Linked DNA regions of Gossypium hirsutum: region 1 is linked to region 2. Evidence: chromatin contacts called from public Hi-C data. All regions are on one chromosome and are shown on one strand. Each heading gives the region's core, a stretch centred on a gene start, on an enhancer-like site or on the middle of the called end of the contact. The rest is flanking DNA. Distances are from core to core; before and after follow the strand shown. Region 1 holds the start of LOC107897672 (pectinesterase 3). Region 2 holds the start of LOC107897669 (O-fucosyltransferase 36).

What was found. A called contact is a pair of places that touch in the nucleus more often than the background predicts.
Region 1: a Hi-C map of leaf shows a contact between it and region 2, with 1.6 times the contacts expected there. The contact joins the promoter of LOC107897672 here to the promoter of LOC107897669 in region 2. A contact is called at or near these places in 2 of 34 Hi-C or Micro-C datasets (leaf and petal).

What each region holds. Positions count from the first base shown.
Region 1 is chrD06:54,496,418-54,499,117 of Gossypium_hirsutum_v2.1, forward strand. LOC107897672 (pectinesterase 3) reads right to left here and starts at 1,383. Exons shown (of 4, transcript XM_016823198.2): 1 at 143-1,383. The coding sequence starts at 1,223.
Region 2 is chrD06:54,215,343-54,218,042 of Gossypium_hirsutum_v2.1, forward strand. It overlaps LOC107897669 (O-fucosyltransferase 36), which reads right to left and starts at 1,312. Exons shown (of 3, transcript XM_016823192.2): 1 at 1-1,312. The coding sequence starts at 1,060.

The DNA.
Region 1 (2,700 bases), core at 133-2,632, 280 kb after region 2:
GATTGGGACAAGATACAAAGATACTAGCAAATCACAATGTAGACAGGCTCATAAATGGGGCAATCTAGAAACTATTGTCAGGCTCCATTGAAACTACAAATCTAGAACTGATCAAAGTAAATGAAGATTGAATATGACTTACCGAAAGTAGCTGTAGCAAATGTGGGAGTTCCATCAACAAAGTTGTGGCTGCCGGAAATTAAAGTCTTTGTTTTGCCATCACCGTAAATCATCACATTCCACATGTGTTTATCAAGAATCACATTCTCAACATACTTGCCTTCCTTCACATATATAACGAACCTTGATTCATTCTTTTTTCCTACCAATTTCACCGCATCATTAATGGTCAAGACATTCCCGGAACCATCTTGAGCCACAATAACATTGGGGGTAGGTTTGGATTCCTGCAATAGTCTCCTTTCAGTGGGACTAACCCAAGCCGGGAACTCCGAACCTGCTTTCTCAAACCCAAGCAACCTCCTATGAATACGAATATTTAAATCAGTCAATAAACCTAAGATTCTGGCAACTATAGCCAAACTGTTGCTGGCATATTCAGTTGAGTTTTGCATGGCAGCTTTCATTTCTTCAACAACTGTGGCGTTGAAGTGCTTTGTGGCGTTTAACTCCTCCAGGGAGTCTAAACATGTTTCCTGGTCAGTTATAGCAGTACTTAGCCAAGTCTTCAAGTCACTGATCTTGGAATCTGACAACAACTTCTCTCCTTCTCCAACTTCAAGGGAAGTTGCTGAATCATTCAATCGATCCAAGGCGTCGTCGAACATAGTTTCACATACTTGTAAAGCGGATTTCAGTCGGATATCATTAGTTTCAGCTTTGAGCTTGGTGGGATAGTGAGACAAACTGGAGAGCTCATCGATGGCTACTTTCAAAGACAGCTTGAAGAGGAGTTCTGGGACGGTTGTATTCGAGGGAGCAATGGAAGATATGCTGGAGAAGCAGGAAGCCGGGTACTGAGTCACACTACAAACAGCTTTGAGTGAAGCGGCTGGAGTCAACGCAGGCGGGGGAAGAGTGTTGGGGGAGGAGGAGCTTCGCTTGTGTAAAAAAATCCCAACGACGGCGGCAGTGATGAGTGTTAAAAGGAGGAGAATGAGGATGATAAGGGTGATAAGACGCCTTCGTTTCTTTCGCCTGAAAGCTAGTTCTTCCACTTCGTCAACTTTACCATACCCCTTGAATGAATTGATTGAATCCATCTAATTTCATGAATCCCACTTTGCCTGTTTGGGGGAGGTTCTGTAGGGTTTGAGAGTCGAGGAGAGGAGAGGAGAGGAGAGGAATGGATTGGGGGAAGCTGCTTTGGGTTTGCAAGTTATTATTATTTTTTCTGAAAGTTATTATTAATTGTATTGTTAATAATCAAATTATTAAAGCCAATATCCTATTTCCATCTGTAGTTTTACAGTGGTAAGACCCACCAACTTCCAATCTATAGCTCTATTTTTACAATAAATTCTGGAAACTTATCGTGCCACAAGATTAAACTACTGCTCCGCCGTGTTTAAAAGAATAGAACCTATTTCTATTTCTATTTCTATTTCTATTTCTATTTGGTTGGTCCATAATTTGTATTTTGTCAATTAAGTTAGTCTCTCCATATTAACATTATTAGTTTGTGCTGATGTAACATTTTCACGTCATATGGTAAACTATAACAATGGTTTTTTTTTTTAGCTCAGAGTATATTTTAGTCACTTATATTTGAAAAATTACATTTTAGTCACTTACGTTAGGGTTCTATTACGAAGTGGTCATTCTGCCGTTAAGCTTCGTTACCTCCCTACCGACAGTCCTACATGATAGTCCAAATGAGTTTTAAATGCCAACTTAGGTGTCCAGTTGAGATAAGAATAGATTTTTAATTAAATAAATTTAATTAATTAAAAACTTTAAATTAATTACACCTAAAAAATAAAAACTTTTCGTCTCCTTTTTCTTTTAGTTTTCTTTTCCATTTTGATTGAAAAAACTATTGCTATCTTTATTGAATCGAAACAATATAAATCAAATTGAGTGCTTCATCAATCGATTGAATTTTTTTGTTCAACATGGAAAAACAAAGGATGGACTCAATGGAGGGTCCATGTATATCTTCTTTGCATCTATTTGTCTCTTTTACTAAATAAGTAGTTTTACTCTAAACCAACATACTATTTAATGACAACCTTAAATTAAAAACCTTGATATTTCCTTCATTTACATCCATTTGTCCTGGTATATCTTCCTTTTTGATATTTTATTCACAAAAGAAGAAACCCTTAAAAAGAACCCCAAAAGATCCAATCTTTAGTGTTTTATCTCTGAAACTCTATTTACTTTCTTTTTTCAAATCTTTCGAGATCCAATTTTTCTTTCTTCAAACAGAAAGTCCATATCCAAAAATGCCATCAACAACCACCATTTACAACACCATCACCTCAAACCCAACCACATTTTCCTCACATGCCAAACACAAGCTTCGTTTGTGGCCAAAGCTATTCTCTCTCCTCTTTCTATGTCCCCATCTCTCCCTCTCCTCTTTCTTACTATTTTAATCTTTGAAGTGGATGGTATTTGAGTCCTTGCTTGTTTCATTCATGAATTCATTAGTGCTGTTGTTTGAAATTGAACTAGAGCTAATATAATGTTGTTTTTAGGTTTGAATTGTTGAGGAATTTGTTGGTACTAATATAA
Region 2 (2,700 bases), core at 62-2,561:
CAATTGCTATCACATCATCATCCGAAGCAAACTTCTCTTCCAGATCCTTAATCGTTTTTTGACTCGGCTTCTTAATATCCTCACTCTTCCAAGCACTCTCTAATTTCCCCATCGAAATTCCTAATGACCTCAACTTCTTCAAATGCTCTTCGTCCACGTAACACGGCTGCGGGCTGGAGAAATAGCAAATGAACCTATCAATGTGAGCGTGATTCTTCTTCATTTCCATGAAGTCTTCGAATGGGATAACAGCTTTTTTCCCAACACAATCGTTAATGTGCTCGGTATCCAAAACTCGATTGTACTGATAATCGAATTTCGAACTGGGAATCACCAATGCCCGATTTAGAACAGCCGCGAAGAACATGTGTTTTTCCAAACAAATCAGATGGTTACTCATTTGACCCGACAAGCAAATGGCAAACAAGAATTTATTGGGTTTAGGTTTCCATTCGATTGTTCTTCTTTCAGAGAATTTCAGGTCAACTTTTCTGCAACGGTCGAAACTGTAACCGGCATAGGCGGGGTCTAAAACGGTGGCGTTCTGGAGGGTGTTTCCTGTTTTGTGAGGCGATAAGAGGGTTTGCTGGATGTGTTTGTTTAAGGTGATCTGATTGAGCAATGAGGCTTTGATGTCGTCAAACTGAACGGCTGAGACATTGTCATTAGAGTTGACGAAAGTGTGGTTCCAAAGAGAAAGAAGGGAAGTTAGCTGTTGATTCAACAAGTAGAGAGCTTGGAGTTGGGATTCTTTGAGTTGATCCGACACCTTATTGAATTTAAGGGAGGAGATGTTGGAAGAGAAGAGGGAACGAATGTCGGTGGAGAGGAAGATAGGGATGAGGAGGAGAGGGAGGAAGATGGCGAAGAGGTAACGCTTGTTGAAGGTGAGCTTGAAACGTCGTCGGATTTGAGATTCCAGCTCTTCGATGTGGAAACCGGATCTTGGAGCGGTAGAAGCGCGTGGGCTGGTTGGGATTTGGCGTGGGAGGTGCTTGGTGTCGTTTTGGTGGATTAAGGTTTGGCGATCGTCGTCTTCGTCGGATGAATGTCGGTCCATTTGTTTGCTTAAGAGGGGAGCAGTGAGTCTGCGAGTGATGGAATGGCTAAGTCAGAGATGATAGTTTTCAAAAAAATACCTTAGTTGATTAAAATGGAGACTGGGATTGGTTAAAAATTTAGGGTTTGGTTAAAAACGACAGAATTTTTGTTGAGCGGAGCTGGCGTAAGGAAGAATGTCAATTATCGAAGCAGCAGAAGAAAGACACAAGTCGGTGGAAGAAAATGACTCCGTGCCGTCCCACCATTGTCTTGGGTACGACCCGAACCCGATAATATGTTTTTGTCGACAAGCAAACGACGTCGTACTGAATCCACATGAGAAATGTGAAAAGTAATTAAAAACCTCAATTACCAACTATATTTTTTTTAAAACGAGGAGGATGATTATATCGGTTAAATTATTAATTTCAAATTTAAGATGAGTTTAATTTATTTAAATATTAAAATAAATAAAAATGATAATAAATACTAAAAGATAAATGCAGGCAAAGTTACAATAGAAATTAGGAAAAAAAAAGGTGCACATACAGAGGTAATTCTAGGGGGCTAGCATGGGCCTTGGGTCCTCTAAAATAAAAAAATTGTTATTTAAGCTTTTTAATTTTTTTTTAAAATTTAAATTAATAAAGATAAAATTACACTTTGGCCCCCTTTAAAATTATAAAAATTTGATTTAATTCTTTTTAAAATTATAAAGATTTAGATTATAAAAAATTAAAATTTTATTTGACCCCCTTAAAAATTGTTCTAGCTTTGCCCCTGTGCACATATTTCATTTTTATTATTTTATTCATAAAAAAATCAAAGATTCTGGGTTTGATTGGAAATCTTCAAACAAATGCCCTTCCCCATAGTATATAGAGGCTATATGTTCGAATTGACTTGATGACTGAGCTGCAACATTGTTAAACCCATTAGTAGTAAATTTTTTAAGCACTGAGGATATCAAAGATACTTGAGCTGCTAGTGAAGTGAGGGCATCCACTTCATGTACTCTTGCGACTCGTCTTGAAGTTGCTCGATTGGTTGCCACTGGTAATTGTTGCTGGCAATTCTCTCAATATTTCATAAGCCTCATTATAAGACTTAGAAAGGAGAGCACCGTTGGCAGAAGCGTCTACTACCATCCTCGTGTGAGCATTGAGATCGTTATAGAATGTCTCCAACTAGATGCAATACGGGGTTCTATGATGAGGGCATTTTTGTAACAGTTCTTTAAATCTTTCACACGCCTCATACAATGACTTGTCATCCATTTGTTGGAAGGTAGTTATTTAATTCCACAATTTACAATCCTTGCTAGGTGGAAAATATTTCATACGGAAGCGTTTTGCCAACTCTTGCCATGTTGTTATGGAATCTGGTGACAATGAGTTCAACCAGGCTCAAGCTCTGTCCCTTAGAGAATATGAGAACAACTTTAATCTCAGTGCATTTTCAGGTATTTCGACTAACTTGAAGGAATCACTCATCTCCATAAACAATCTGAGGTGAATGTGAGGATCTTCAATAGGCATTCCACTGAACTAGCTCACTGTCTGAAGCATCTGAAACATAACAGGTTTTAGTTTGATTTATTGTGCCTTGATCTCGGGCATTCTAATTCTAGGATTAAGCTAATGAAAAAGCGGTACGTCA